2 separate regions of the Capsicum annuum genome follow, and region 2 is linked to region 1. The links are chromatin contacts, called in public Hi-C maps. All regions are on one chromosome and are shown on one strand. Each heading gives the region's core, a stretch centred on a gene start, on an enhancer-like site or on the middle of the called end of the contact. The rest is flanking DNA. Distances are from core to core; before and after follow the strand shown.

The links. Hi-C and Micro-C count contacts between places; a contact is called where the count stands out from the background.
Region 2: a contact with region 1 is called in a Hi-C map of leaf, with 3 times the contacts expected there. The contact joins the promoter of LOC107863437 here to the promoter of LOC107863441 in region 1. A contact is called at or near these places in 2 of 5 Hi-C or Micro-C datasets (leaf and placenta).

What each region holds. Positions count from the first base shown.
Region 1 is chr3:192,807,175-192,811,624 of UCD10Xv1.1, forward strand. LOC107863441 (BAG family molecular chaperone regulator 7) reads left to right here and starts at 1,956. Exons shown (of 3, transcript XM_016709351.2): 1 at 1,956-2,814; 2 at 3,303-3,584. The coding sequence starts at 2,113.
Region 2 is chr3:193,179,399-193,183,848 of UCD10Xv1.1, forward strand. LOC107863437 (acid beta-fructofuranosidase AIV-18) reads left to right here and starts at 2,476. Exons shown (of 7, transcript NM_001324862.1): 1 at 2,476-2,859; 2 at 3,126-3,134. The coding sequence starts at 2,484.

The sequences.
Region 1 (4,450 bases), core at 706-3,205:
GTCCTTAGTTAAGTTAGGAAATAAATCATAATATTTAATAGTTCTAAATCAATTAAAATTTTACCTTACATATAATTTGTTAAATTAAATAAAAATAAAGAATATTTTGAATTAAAAAAGGATACAAAAAAAAGAAGAAAAAAAAAACTAAACCTAAAATTAAAAAATACCACAAAGGCTAATTTATTAAATCGAATAAATACAAATTTAAATCGACAAAGGAGATTTAAGGACATTAAAAATACCGGAAGAAAGAAAATAAAACTAAACCTAATATTACTTTTAAATTGAGAATCCTTTCTTTTTACAACAATGCGTCCACAACGTAGTTCTCAAATTAGATTTTTCTTTGCTATCGTTCTTCACAAATTTACTTATGATTTGAGGTAAACTTTCTAAAATTTTAGTTTTTGATGTTTACAATCTTGATAATATCTGTGAATAAAAAAATAAATTTGCTTCTAATTTGAGTTAAGTTTTCTAAAATTTTAATATATTCTTGAAGTTTATAATAATAAATTATCATGTATTCATGCTATACAATTGTTGATTAAGAAGTTTTTAGTGAAATATTTACAGTATTTATGATTATAGAGACAGTTTTTTCTACGATTTGATATAAGTTTTCTAAAATTTTAGTACGTTTACAAAAATAGATTATCATATATTTTTTTATAGACAATTACTAATCAAGATATCAAAGTAATTTTATAAAACTGAACTCTTTGAAGTAAGGTACACGCGCGAGACACGTATAATCGAACTAGTAGATATAATAAGAGGAAGGAAGTAATTTAATTGGTTGTTGATTCTCATAAAAGAAAATAAGTACTTCCTCTGTTTCATAATAAGTTAATTTTTGAATTTTGACACACATGTTAAGAAAAAAAATAAAGACATAAATTTATCATGTTTTTCCATTTATACCTTTTTCAAATTTCAAAATCTTAATAATGATATATCACACATTTAAGGAAGGATAAATTTGAAAAAAAAAAACTCAACATCTACCTTGAATTGTGAATCATTTACTTATTTTGAACACAAAAAATTACTTCAACAATTCACTTGTTGTGGAACGGAGGAAGTAATAGCTAATTGATTTATTATCTAAATTTCTAGGAACTAACATGGGGAATCGAAACAACCCACATGAGTAGATACTTAGGTCTCATTTGACCATAAAAATTATAATTTTTTAGAGTTGGAGTTGAAGTAAGAGTTGTGTTTTGACCATGAATATAAATTAACGTTGTTTTTGAAATTTTGTTAGGAAAATATGAGTAAAAAAGAGTAAAAGTAAGTAAAATTTATTTTCACTTTTTCAAATGCAATTTTAAAATTGTATTTGAAATTCTCATGGCCAAACGTATACTGTCTTCACTTTTTTCATTAAAGTGAAATAATTTTTCGAATAAAAAGTAAAAACTTTTCATGGCCAAATGACTATTTAAAAATTTAAATTTTATTATTGAGATTTTTCGTATATCTATATTTCTTCTTTTAATTATTAGTCTCTCTATTTCAATATGATAGAAGTAAATTATTCTTTTCAAACTAAACTTACAAAATTACATTGAATTTGTTATTACTTAACTTATAAAATTAAGTTGGAGTTATTATCGGTGAAGGTTTGATCCTTAGGCCTGTTTGGATTAACTTTTAATAAGAAACTTATAAGTCAAAAATCATAAATTAATATTATCCTATTTTTGACTTATTAACTCTTATTTTGACTTAAAAATAAATACTTACAAACATTTTTTTACTTTATTAAACACAGTCAAAACTAAAAAAATATTTAAAAATTAAAAGCATCTAAAAATAAGTCAATCTAAACACCGTCTTATTTCCCTTTATCCCCCTCTCAATTTTTCTTTCCTATGCCCCCCAATTTTTTTTTTTTTTTAAAAACAAAATATTAGTACTAACTAATCTCCATTAAATTCCAATAATACCCCCGTCACTCTCCTATTATTCCTTTTTGACTTCTTCTTTCTGCATCCCTTCACCTAATCCTAATAATAAACCTCTGCATATTGTATCACTCTGTCGCCATCTCTTTTCAAAGCTTACATCCTTTTTCCCTTTGGTTGCTAGATTCAAGCGAAAATGAGCCGTTTCAGGAGATTTGACCTTATCGACTACTCCCCTTCTTCTTTCTTTCTCCAAGAATCCTCATTTTTCACCCCCAAAACCCTACTCCTAAACCCCCACTACCTCCACATTGAAGATGAACTCGACTGCACCCTCGATCTCCTCTCCCCCAAGCCTTACTCACCCACCACCCTCCTTGATCTTACCTCCCCCTTCGATGATTTTGACACCATTACCGATCTGGTTCAAATCGAAAGAACCCCTTTCTACACCACTACTCGCTACCGGATTCACCACCGGGTCGGACTCAGGACTGAGTTACAGTGTCTGTCCGACCGAGTCGCTGCGCTCGAGCGGGGGCTATTAGCGGAGAGGAAGAAGGAGAATAAAATTGGTGAGAGGAAGTACACGTGGACGGCTGAGATCAAGAGTCCTGAGAAGGACGGTGTTGATCGGAAGTATAAGTGGGTTGCTGAGGTTAAAGATGGTAAGAAGAAAGGTGGTTTGGATAAAAGCTACAAGTTTAGTGCTGAGATCAAAGGAAAAGGTGAAGATTCACGTAGTTACAGTTTTAAAGCATCAAATGCTAGCAGTGATGGAGATGAAAGTGACAAAAAAGAGAAGAAGAAAGATAAGAAGAAATGTGAAAGCAGTAAATCTACACGTTTGGTTGAGATTGAAGAGCCTTCCCATCATGGCGCACTTGTTTTAAGACAGGTTCAGTTTCGATTTTCACTGTTTTCCTAATCAATGTCAGACTCTCCGAAAATGTTGTCGACGTACCTGTGTTGAATCCTCCAAAATGCACTCGTTTTAGAGGATACCACACACATCCAACAACATTCTTAAAGAGTATGAGCAGCATAGGTTCTTTGAAATGCTCATTTCGTTCACTTTAATTTGTGCGTATCTCAAGAAATTAGTATGAACATTTTACTATACTAACCATATTAATTGATGTTTCAGGTGGAAACATTTGGGAAAATAAGTAATCAACAGTGATCAATGTTGAGGGTAAAACAGGAAAAAAATACTGTCTTTTCTATGTTAAATAAAAGTGACAAGTAGGAGTAAAAATCCATTTTTGAAATACTGACCAGTAAAAATTAAAAGGGGGAGAGTAACATTGACACTATCTTCTCTAGGAATGCGAAATCATGAAATATGGTTCAATGGGAATTGTGTTTTTTGTTTGTGATGTATAGGTATTTGCAAAGAGGGTGGAGAAGAGAAGGGGGAAGAGGAAGGAGCTGTCACCACAAGATGCAGCTTTAGCTATTCAAATGAGTTTCAGGGCTTACTTGATAAGGAGGTCGCAGGCACTGCGTGCTCTGAGGGAGCTGGCCATTGCCAAGACTAAGTTGAAGGAGCTAAGGGCTCTCTTCAACAACTTCACTTACCGACGACGTGTTGCCCGTGATGCTGAGGAGCGACAGAGGTTCTCTGAGAAGATTATTGTGTTACTGCTCACTGTTGATGCCATTGAGGTATACATATTACTAGATTTATTATATGGCGATGTTGCTCGTGGTTTTTATCAATTAACTTATTGAGTTTAGTTATCTGATGTATTACTTTTTCTTTTCCAAATTTTATGATGGTGTTTGACCAGATTTGGAGTTTAAGATCTAGTGTCACTTAGTATATTATATAAGTGGTAGTTGAGGAAAATATTCAAGTAGTACCGGAAAAAAGCACACCAAAATTTATTACTTGATTAGTCAAATGGATTTGGATATTTGGAAGTTATGAATATTGTTGTACAAAATAGTATTCTCAAAGACTCTGAGTTGTCCTAAAATAAAACAAGAGGGTGTATAAAGTGGAATGGATATTTGAAAGTTGTGAATATTGTACAAAATAGTATTCTCAAAGACTCTAAGTTGTCCCAAAATAAAACAAGAGGGCGTATAAAGTGGAATGGATAGAATACTAAAATTTGCTACTTGGGAACCTTATTTTTGCAGGTAAAGCATCATTTATCTGTTCATGGATCTATTATTTCGGATATTTGTAAATGTTGCATGATCTGATTCCTAGAATTCGCGTTTCAGCGCCCTCATTTTAGTGATTCTTGTCTATTTTTTTTCTTATTGCTTTTCATTCTCTTTTGGGGGTGTTGGGTGGTCCACATTTGAAGTAGTTCATCAAATCGAGGCTCATTAATAGGAAGTATGGATCTGAACAATGAAAAATATTATAAGCATGACATTTGGGACAGATACATTTTGAGACGTTTGTGCTTCTATTTTTGCTAATCATTATCCAGTACAGATTACTCCTCTTAGCATTGTCTAACTAAACAGGCAACATAAGGATGCAGTTTATTGTTGCTATACTGCTGCCTTTCCTC
Region 2 (4,450 bases), core at 1,226-3,725, 370 kb after region 1:
TATCTTTTACACAATTTTCAAATATATAACAAATTAAAAATAAAAATAAAATAACTAAATTAAAACAAAAAATATGAAAGTAATTATCTCAAATTATTATTTATTTATTTATTTATTTTTCATTTGGTGTCCAATACTCATTGAAACCTGATAAACACTTCCTCCGTTCTAAATTATTCGTCCCTAATTTTCTAATTTGATTTTTCATTCTACTTATCTTTTTCCATTAATCAAGAAGAAAAAAAAATCATGTTTTATTCTTTGCATTAATTGTTTTTTCTTCAAATTAAAATGTAAACATCATTTAATAAGGATACTATGGTAAATTAAGCATGTTATTAATTATTTTTTTAATCAATACGTCATCTCAATTTGGGACGGAGGGAGTAAGGATTAGGGTCCATTTGGGAGAAAGTCGTTCAGACCAAGGATTTTTTCTTACATAAGACTCGAAATCAAGACCTCTGATTAAGGAAGGAACATCCTCATCCGCTACATCATATACGTTAGTAAAATATTTTTTATTTTAAATGTTTAAAAATTAATTATTTTTTATTTATTCGTAGTAGTAATTATTTTTGAAGACTAAAAACACTTTAATTATAAAGTGATAACATATAAATAAAGTTAATATTTAATAAAGTTAGACTATATCTATTCTGATATAAAAGTGTGAATGAAGCTGCTGAAGCAGGCAACTTGTGGATGACATGTTTGCTTCAGCTACTTTAATTATGATTTTACTATATATATCACCCTTAATTAATTATTATAGATCATTTACTAATATCTATTACTAAATGAAGCAGCTGAAGCAGACAGCTTGTTGATGACATGCCTGCTTTAGCTGTTTCGATCGTGACTTTACTATATCTCCTTAATTAATTATTATAAGTTATTTATATATTAAAAATTAAATATAAATTAAAAAAAGTAAAAGAGATATTTATAACATATTTATTTCAGCTGCTTTACCCGTGATTTTACTATATCATCATTAATTAATTATTATAAATCGTTTAAGTCATTTATGTATTAAAAAATTAATAATATTTAATTAAAAAATTAAATGAGATATTCATGACATGTTTGTTTCCGCTGCTTCAACCATGATTTTACTATATCATTCATAATTAATTATTATAAGTCATTACGTATTAGAAAATTAATAATATATAATTAAAAAAAAGTAAAATAGATATTTATAACATGTCTGCTTCAACTGATTCAATCATGATTTTGCTATATCATTCCTAATTAATCATTATAAGTCATTTATATATTAAAAAATTAATAATATTAAGTTTAAAAAAAGTATAATAGACATCTATTACATGCTTGCTTCAGGTACTTCAATCGTAATTTTATTATATCACGTACAAATAAATAAAGCATGAAATACGTAAACTTTTTCGTTTCGGTGATCGATATGTTTTTCACCCACTGCTTGCTCTGTGATTTTACTATATCACCTTAATTAATTATTATATTTCATTTATGTATTAAAAAATTAATTATATTTAATAAAAAAAAAGTAAAATAGACATTTGTGACATGTCTGTTTTAGCTATTTCAACCATAATTTTACTATATCATCCTCAATTAATTATTATAAGTTATCTAAGTATTAAAAAATTAATAGTATTTAATAAAAAAAAGTAAAATAAATATAAAATAATAAATTAACTCTTGATATTTTAAATTATCTTGACATCTTAGATGAGGATCACTTAAGTTATTTTCAAACGTATTTTTATAACAATTTTGTATATCACTTCTAATTAGTTATTATGAATCATTTAAGACATGTTTGCTTCGCTACTTTAATTGTTATTTGCTCAACTTTCGAAATTATATTAGTGTCACTTAAACTAAAATAGAAGAAAAAGTATTATAAATCAGAATAATTAAAAACTTAAATTATTTAAATTATTTAATTTTTTACGCTCCTTCATGCATAAATATATTTTCTTAACACTTAATGAAAGATCTAAAAATAGTAAAATTATCGAGAGAATATAAACTGAGATTAAATTCTTAAATATACTCATATTATATATAAATATATCAATACCTAATTATGAGGAGTTATTTCATTGCTTTCATAATAATTTTAAAAAATTTAATTTTAATATGTTGAATCCGTGCTCAGCATGACCTACCGCCACTAGTTTAAGATATAAATAAGAATAAATTATCAAAAATCCTTCTAATTAAAGTTTCGCTTAAAAACATATAAAAGAAAAAGACGAAATAGATAATTTGAGACACAGAGAAATACAATATTCCAACTAAACATTTAAATGAAAAGCTAAATCAGCCTATAAATCCCTCCCAAGTTTACCCCCAAGTTATACAACCATTTTCTTACTCAATTCACTTGGCCCCACAACTCAGCCATTTTCTCTGCTCATCTATATATACAGCAGCACTACTCAATAGACTTAAGTAGTAGTAGCTTTCCCATTCCTCCATCTTCCCTTATGGCCATCCACCCTTCCAGTTATGACCCGGAAACCTCCACCACCCATTACACATTTCTCCCGGGTCAACCCGATTCCGGTCACCGGAAGTCCATTAAAGTTGTCTCCGTCATTTTACTCTCCTCTTTCTTTTTGCTTTATTTAGCCGCCTTTGTTATTCTCAACAACCAACCTCCCAACTTGCAAAATAAATCTCCGTCGGCGTCGGAGACTTTGACGCCGGCGACCCCGTCAAGAGGTGTTTCTCAGGGAGTGTCGGAGAAGACTTTTAAGGATGTTTCAGGTACTAGTCAAGTTTCGTACGCGTGGTCCAATGCTATGCTTAACTGGCAAAGAACTGCTTATCATTTTCAACCTCAAAAAAATTGGATGAACGGTAACTTTCTTATTTTTACTTTTTTTTTTTAAAAAAGAAAATTACTCTCTTCATTATAATTTACTTAGAGCCATGTTGACTTGATAAAAAGAAACGGAGTCAACATGGCCAAATAAAATGAAACATAGCGAGTAGTTTCCCTTTCATTTGATCTCAAAATTGAAATATTCCAGATACTTATACCAGCTTTTTCTTAATGATTCTTATGGCTATTGATCTGGTGGGGGTATCTTCTGGATTCTGAATGGATGCTATTTATGCTGCAGATCCTAATGGTGAGTTCAACGTTAATTACTAGTACTAATTGTCATTCTTAGAGCATTAGGTTACTGGTTAAAGAAAAAAAAACAATAAAATAGTAGTGGGAATAGTTACCATAACCAATCTAAAAGTTTATGTATGATGACAAGAAATTTTGACACTCGGCTTAGTTAATTTTCTCATGATTGTATTATTATCTACCTTTTAGCTAATTATGGTTTTTCATTGGTTTAAACCTATCAGTCCTATCATACATGGCTAAGAAAATCATTAGTTAATGAAGTAATTCGCAATTTCATCATTTGGATTTCTTAGCATTAAAGGATTCAGGTCCTCTCCATTTCTTTTATTTTTTCCAAGTTTGTGCTTAGATATGTTACTTAAATATCAAAGATCTAAAATAGTTTTTTAACCAAAAAAGTATACTAATTAATCATAATTAAAAGAAGAGATGGATGTTGCTATTTAAGTTCTCCAATTTTGGTAAGGAAATATCCAGCTTTCAAATTCAAAATTTGGGACCGGAAGGAATAACTTCAATTGAGTTGCGTCAAACTTTTGGATATCAAATGAGTTTTTCAACAACGATCGTGATGTGTAAACATTTTTTCTAAAAGATTCTATCTATTTTCTGAAAAAGTTCTATCTATTAAAAAATTCAGTTATATTTCTTTAATATTTTGGGAAAGTAATTTCAATACTTTTATTTAATATCTTAATTTTGAAAATTCTATTTCATGATTTACAATGCTTTTTCTTCATCAAACAACTTGTTTAAATATTGATTTTGAATTAGTATAAATTTCATCTATGAAGAAACAATTTTTTGGGTGCGTGAATGGAAAAATAAGTCTGGTATAAATAACGAAAATGCTTTGGTGTCACAAATTTTTTGCGATTTAAAATTGAATAGACTTAAACACACACACACATATATATATATATATATATATATAAAATTAAGGTACTTGGCTACTTAAAAATCTACACCGTTGATATATAAATTTGACAAGTATCATACATCAAAATAGAAGCCTAAAAAATTGGAGAGAAGCCGAGTTCACATAATAGTGGGCTCTTATATACTCCTTGGTTTTTTTACTTGACATTCTTACCTTTTATCCTTAGGAAAGCACTAATTAGAAAAATATAATTATACCATTCTTTGGTCTCAGTTTATTATTATTTTTTTCTTCCATCACATTTTAGCTTAAAAATAAAATTAAAAAGAAAGAATCAGTTCGCTTATTTTTCTAAACCGATAAGTATTTTGAATAGCAATTTTTAATAAACACGACAAGTTAAAAAGGAGGGATGAAGTATATTCTAA